Linked DNA regions of Drosophila melanogaster: region 1 is linked to region 2. A link is a contact called in public Hi-C data. All regions are on one chromosome and are shown on one strand. The core of a region is the stretch at or near the end of the contact, and the rest is flanking DNA. Distances in the headings are between cores, read along the strand shown.

The links. A called contact is a pair of places that touch in the nucleus more often than the background predicts.
Region 1: a contact with region 2 is called in a Hi-C map of the Kc167 cell line, with 3 times the contacts expected there. The contact joins the promoter of homer here to the promoter of Kdm5 in region 2. A contact is called at or near these places in 7 of 107 Hi-C or Micro-C datasets (the Kc167 cell line, the S2 cell line, embryo and 3 more).

Annotation. Positions count from the first base shown.
Region 1 is chr2L:6,721,025-6,724,807 of dm6, reverse strand. It overlaps homer (homer,), which reads left to right and starts at 1,449. Exons shown (of 7, transcript NM_001273221.1): 1 at 1,449-1,615; 2 at 2,378-2,666; 3 at 2,722-3,158; 4 at 3,212-3,290; 5 at 3,354-3,620; 6 at 3,677-3,783. The coding sequence starts at 1,611. It overlaps Liprin-alpha (Liprin-alpha,), which reads right to left and starts at 905. Exons shown (of 15, transcript NM_001273224.1): 1 at 724-905; 2 at 419-630.
Region 2 is chr2L:5,997,505-6,000,999 of dm6, reverse strand. It overlaps Kdm5 (Lysine demethylase 5), which reads left to right and starts at 1,499. Exons shown (of 5, transcript NM_001298720.1): 1 at 1,499-1,702. Tsp26A (Tetraspanin 26A) reads right to left here and starts at 772. Exons shown (of 5, transcript NM_001273190.1): 1 at 401-772; 2 at 256-336; 3 at 1-195. The coding sequence starts at 688.

The DNA of each region.
Region 1 (3,783 bases), core at 200-2,699, 720 kb before region 2:
GAATAAAGGTTACAGGATTTTGGCTGTAGGTACATTTTGTGCGGAGATTGTACCACTATCGCTGTTACCGAAGCACAAAAACTAGACGCGTTTTTCTAAAGTTTCTTGAATTTGATCCTTGATCATAAATGAATTGGCGTGATTGAATTTTTGTCTGTGATTCCGCATATGGGAGATACTTAATGCTGTAGCTTCTTCTGCATAAAATCAAATTCTTTATGTTAATTGAATTTATAAAGTAAATTCAATTAATTCATACAAAATGTCCATTCTATGGAGTCCGGATATTTTACTACACACACACACGTTCGCTAGCCATTCCAATTGAAATACCCAGCATAGTGGGAGAAACATGTCTAATGAGACTTATCATAGGCGCCGCATTGATAACAAGTTTTCTACACCAACACATACGCACACTGTCGCAGGCGGGGGCACACGCACGGCATACACACTCACACGCGCACGCACACAGGCACAGTACTTTTTCTCTTTCGCATAACTGGCATATTTTGTGTGCCTAGGTGTGTCGCTGTCGCATTTTGCAATCACATATACCCGAAACAGGGTTAAACGAGCAGCAGGTGCGAGCTTACGCCGCTTTTAAATGCGTTCCAATGAGTTTTTCACCTGAAATTTCGGTTTAGTGGGACGGCGTTCGTGTGAAAAAAAAGAGGCTGCGAGAAAATCGCCTCGTACTCCTCGTTACGCCGGAACACGTACCCCGATCGATCGCACGGCGGCTGGGCAGCAGCAGCAACAACAACTCTGGCCGCTTTTTGCCCTTCGCATAGGTGTCCCGGCTGCTTTTAATTAAATAAACCGAATTCCAAATGGATTTTTTAACGATGAGAAACTGGTCAGTGTTACCAGATGGCAAAACGGCTAAAATCCGTAAACCAACCCTGGTTCTTCACTACAAAATGTACTACATTTCATGAATTTTTTCAGTGGTTCTATTTCGTCCAAAAAATATAGAAGTAAAATGTGTTGTTTTAAAGTTTTTGTGGCAGTCTATTTATGTTCAAAGCTAAATTATATGCAAATATTATTGCCGATCAGGAGTTGCCATTTGACCTATCGTCAAGTATTAGAAAAATGTGTACTAAAACTAATGCTGCCACACCGCACAAAGAAAACCATATCTAACAAATATTCAAACTACATGTAGGCGCACAACTAGACAGTCAAAAAAACTTATCACTTTTATCTGAAATTATTTTGTAACTTCCGTCATTTAAATGCAATGCTTCAACAGCTACACATGTTTTTGAAAAAATTACATTGTTATGGTGCCTTACAGACAAACATATTTAGTATTTATTTATCTTAATTAATTTGCAATTCGCTTTACAGCGATTAAATTATTCGATAAGAATCATTGCTCTTATACGAGCTCATGTGTTATCGATGCTTGGAAGCTAATAAATAAATCATCGATGGTGTTGAGCCAGTAAAAACATCGATAGCACCATACAAACATCGATTTTGGTTCCAGCTCTAGACATTTGTGTTTTATTTTTTTTAACCGTGAAATTCATAAGTAAAACCGACTAGCATTGGTATAAACTGCTGCGGAAGCACTCAGTCAGCGCCAAAGAACGAATACAATGGGGTAAGACCGATGGGCGCGGCCAAACCGGCCTAAACCTGCCGTTTTTACTGTGGGAAAAATCGACGCCGAACTAGCTGACATCTCCCCCCTATGATGTTGTTGTTGTTGCTGCCGTTCTGTGTGTAGCGGGCGGCGTAAATACATACATATATATGTACACAAACATACACCTACACACGCACACGCGTGGGCAGGCCAATTACATGTGTGTGGGTGTGCAGGTGTGTGTGACTGTGCAGGTGTGTGCGTGCGTGTTTTCCGCCCGAGAATCAAAAATCACAAGCAAGGCTGCGGAAAAGGCTTAGCACATAATGCAATTTAGTCGGCGGTCGACAGTCGCCAGCGATAACGGGAAGACACAAGTTATAGAGCTCAGCGAACGATGTCGGCGGATAGGTAATAGATAAGATATATATATGTATATGTGTACAAATAAAGGCACTGGAGGCTACCACGGATACGGAATTGATTTGATGGGGGCCCTGCGCCCCGCAACAAACTGTCATTGCATCAGGCCAGATCGCAAAAAACAAACATATATCGACCTACTTTATCAAATAAGGACCACGAGGATTATCCTGGGACTTAAGGACTACTAATTATAAATGCATTACACAGTGCCTGTTGACTAATAAACCACAGTAAAAGAATGCTTTGCCATAGTTTACTCACACGAGCACAGAAGCACAATTTATTGCCTGCTCTAAATGGAATTTTTAATTAATCACACGCTTGTCGCTTTAATCCCTTTATGACCCTTAGCGAACAACCGATTTTCACCTGCCAGGCGCACGTCTTCCACATCGATCCGAAGACGAAGCGCACCTGGATCACGGCCAGCATGAAGGCGGTCAACGTTAGCTTCTTCTACGACAGCTCGCGAAATCTGTACCGCATCATCAGTGTCGAGGGCACCAAGGCGGTGATAAACTCGACGATCACACCCAACATGACCTTCACCCAGACCTCCCAGAAGTTCGGCCAGTGGAGCGATGTGCGGGCAAACACGGTGTACGGCTTGGGATTTGCCTCAGAGGCGGAATTGACCAAGGTGAGTGGTTAGCATATGTCTCACATATTTATATACTAATCATATCGCTCAACAGTTCGTAGAGAAGTTCCAGGAGGTCAAGGAGGCCACCAAGAATGCCATGAAATCGGCCAACGGATCGAATGCCGTCACGCCCACCACCTCGGCGAACACGTCGCCCATTTCCGGGAGAGCTGTGGGCTCCATGCAGAACGACAACACAGCCATCGATCCGCACACTGTGGAGCCGCCCAACATGAGCAACACGAATACCCAGAACGCCAATCCGGACAGTCCTTCCCACAAGCTTCTAAATACCAGCGATGTCAAGGCGGACATCGGATCGGCCACGCCCTCGCCGCAGCCCACTTCAGGGGTAACTGGTGGCGGTGGAGTGACCATCTCGTCTGGCGGAAGCATTGTGGGCATGCACACGGGTCCTGGAGCCGGCGCCACCGCCGAGCAGCAGCTTAAGTACGAGAACGAGCGTCTGAAAATGGCACTGGCACAAAGGTAAGCAAAGCGTTGACCGTCATTGGCTCAAGGCAATAATGCCTTCTTTTCAGCTGCGCCAATGCCAAGAAATGGGAAATCGAGCTGGCTACCTTGAAGAACAACAATATACGGCTGACTAGTGCTCTTCAGGTAAGCAATAAGATAAGCTCACATTTATTGAAACTGATCGTTTTTGGCCTTTTTCTCCCAAAGGAATCAACTGCCAATGTAGACGAATGGAAGCGCCAGCTGCACACTTACAAGGAGGAGAATATTCGCCTCAAACGAGATATGGAGCAGCTGTGCGTGGGCGGCGGGGTTGTGGCTGCAGCCGGAGGAGGCGCCACAGAGGACGAACTGCGTCGTGAGGTGGCCACGCTCAAGGCGCGGACAGAACAACTACAGAAGGAACTTATGCAACAGGAACTTGAGCTTAAGTCGGCCAATATTAGCCTACGTGAAAAGTCCAATGACCAAACGGTGGGTAAAGCATAATAATCATGTTGAGTAATTTGCTAATGAAACTTTGTTTTTAGCTTGCAAAGTTGAGTGAGGTGAATGGTGTGTTTGCCAAGCATCTTTCGGAGTTGTATGGGGTGCAGAAGGATATGGAGAGTCTTATACAAATTGCCAAGTGCACTTG
Region 2 (3,495 bases), core at 250-2,749:
TCCGCACGCCTCCCTGCTGCCAATAGCGATAGACGAGCAATTGAAGTAGTTGTTGCTGTCCCAGTCCTTGGGACCATCAATGCCGCAACACTGCAACCAATCCTCCTGGATCCAATCAATGAGATTCTGCTGGTCTGCGTCCTCGCGATAGTGGCGAATGAAGGCCTTGAGTCCCTCGGTGGCCTGGTCTTTGATCTGGAAAAGGCAAACCTTAGTAATGGCTGGCTAGAATAGTGGCCTTCAAATGGAACTCACCCAGCCCTTGTCCTTGAGCACGAAGGCCACGGCACAGAAGCCGATCTCTGCGATAAGCAAGACACTCAAGAAGATGGCGTACTGCAAGCGGAAAAATAAGGATTAACTAGGTCCAGAGGGGATCCACTAACAATGTGGTACCCACCGCCCCCAGGAGGCAGGTGTTCTCGCGCAAGGCGCCCACGCTGCCCATGAAGCCCAGTAGGAAGGTGACGCCTCCCAGGATGATCAGGACGAAGGCCGGGTCCAGGGCGATGAAGTGCAGCCGCGCAATGTTGCGGAACATGCCCTTCTCGCTCCAGGCCCAGATGCCAACGGAGAGGACCAGCAGGGCCGAGAGCCACAGGATCACATTGCTGGCGAACAAAAGGTACTTCAGACAGCAGCTGATTTCACTGGTCTCGCGGCGGAACTTGCGCACAGCAGCTGGCATTGCTCCAATTTTAACAATAATAAATATGGCCAAAAGGAAACAAAAACGTATGAAATTCTGCTCGCCAGTGTGACCGTGACTGCACTTTTTTTATCACGCAGTGCGACGGCTCCAAATACGTTGCAAAGAATACCGTTTCCCAAGAAAACCGCCATTTTGTTCAATCTTACGAACTTTAAAACTTGGATGTTTGTTTTTTTTTTATTGATCTTGCATAAACAATGTATTTTACAGAAACCAGTTTGCGTATTTATTTCATTTTCTGCTGATTTGTTGAGTTGAGCAACAACAATTTCATAGGCATTACCGTTAACTAAATACTTATGTCTACTGGTTATTTTAAATATATTATACAAATTCAAATTCTTAAAGCCAAGGCTTAAATTAACACACAGTATTCTAAAAACAATAAAAGAGCTCACTTACTTATATTAATAACTTAGAATATAATTCACTCTTGTAGAATGCCAAACTTTCTTTTTTTAGCTTACCACTGTATTGAAACACATTTCATAAAATTAATTAAAAAAGCGTACTTAGGAAACCTTGCGTATATGCTCGATGGATCCTATGGATGTTTCAAGTCCTGTCCCTGAACCGGCATAGTGTTAAACGCGGCGCCGGCTAGACTGAGTAACGCCTATGACCGAACTGATTTTGAATCTAATACAGAAACGAAACAATAAACGGGGGGTCGGCGATAAGACGAGATCCGATTCGTCGACCTCCGCCGATAAGAAACTGTGTTTGATTTGAAGGCCAGTGCTGCACAACGCGGACGGTGGCTGGTATTTTCCCGAACTTTTGTGGGGCAGATCGACGTTTCCGGCACTTCGACGACGGGTCACACTGGACACATGTAGCAGGAAAAAACGCAGACATCGGAGAAAGAAATCAGAAAAGTAAATTCGCATTAAAGCCACCTCGCCAGTGCCGTGCTCGGTGGTTTTATGGAACACTCATTTCGATCACATACCGAGCGTGCGCGTCTTCCAACGACTTCCTATGACGACAGTGAGTTTTTGCCCAGTGTAGGGTGCCCAGTTCCCAGTGCCCGAACCCAGTGCGATTGTGTGCGTGCCAGTGTGTGAGTTTAGGGGCACTTCTGATGGCTGAAAACGTTTAATTAGCAGCGAAAAGCGAACAAACTAGCAAAACGCAGACGCCCACCTGGCCAAGTCGGTGCATATAGATCAGGAAAAGTGCGGATTGCAGCCTCTGCGTTGGCCAACAGCGAAAACAACCCCCCGCACTAGTCGTGGAAAATGTTTGTATGTGTGTTCCCTCTGCTGGCAGCGCAATCGGGATTCCGAAAATCCGTAATAATTGTGAAAATGCGGCCAGAAGACAACGCCAGGTCGCGGCTAGGTTAGGAACCACGTCGCGGATGAACGGATTACGGTGGAAAACCGCGGACGGAAAATCGCGCACCAATTGCACACGCCAGCAGAGCAGCGACAGCGCTGCAAAGTGCGTTGCGTCGCTGCCCGGTCGCCATCATAGCGAAAAATATTGTGATCCCACGCCTGGAAAGCCAATATATGCCACTGAGTTTAGTGACTTTCAAGTATATAGTGAATATATAGCTCCAGTCGAGCTGTTCGCGGGGAGTTACTATTCGAAAAGTACAGTGCTGCAGTCACCTTCCAAAAAAAAAAATCAGTTCAGCTTTTCTGTTTCCGCTCACCGCCACTCCCCCCACCGTTGGAAATGTGCAATATGGCAGGGCAAATGCGTAAATTTTGCGCTCCTGCTGGAAAGTAACCAATATCCAGTGCTAATTTCGCCAAATCCATCCATATTTATGTACATGCTCGGTGCGAATGTGTGTGCCTGTATTCGCGTACCTGTGTCTGTCGTGCCCCGTGTCCGTGTAAGCTGTTTGTTTGTGCCCGTGTAAGCTGCGTGCGGGTGTGTGTGCGCGGCTGAAAATGGAAATTATATAAAAGAAGCTTTCGGCTTAGGCTGCTTTTCCGAGCGATCGGCGGCCGCAGAACGGAAAATCAGTTTCCCCCGTCCAACACTAACAGCGAACAGCTGGCTGCAGTTTGGAAAATGGCACTTGTCACGACGCCGTGCTGCCCAATCAATAATCCGAAATCGCAATCCACCGATTTTGATTTGGAACGGATTCGCAGGGAAATAATATCCCATTATCCCGAGCAGAGCAGCAAACGTAGCATGCCTCTGCCGGCGTCGCTGTCGACGATGTACTTTGCTCACTTGATACACAAAAACGGTACTCGTCGTCGCTCATCTCGCTCTCTCTAGGCGAGAGCGGGCTCTTCCTGATCAAGCACACGGGAAACTATACACACACACACATACGCACGCACCGCCAGTCAGTCAGGCAGGCACACATTGCCCACCCACTTCTACTCCCTTTTCGGTGGTGGCAGCAGTGGCAGTGGCGCCCCACATTCGTGCGAGAGTGTGTGTGCGTCACAACAACCACCAAAGCAAAGCTCTGTCGCGGCGGCTTCCTTGTGTCTAGCTGACAAACGCGAAAAATCTGTTGGGAACTCCAGCCGGAAGTTGGAGTTGACAGTGGTTTTCAACATGGCTTCGTTTCCGCTTCTCGATTTCGTCAGCTGAATTCGTAGATAACAGCTTTCACCTTTTGCTCAGTGTATGTGCTTGTGTTAGTGTGTGTGTGTGTGTGCATGAAGGTCCTGTGTGCTGAATGTTTTGAATACAATGCGTATAAGTATAATCCCCTTTTGCACACTTGGTGTATACATGTTCGCTATCGAATTTGTAAGTTTATTGGTCGCTATGTTATACATACACACGGCCAGGAAATCCCC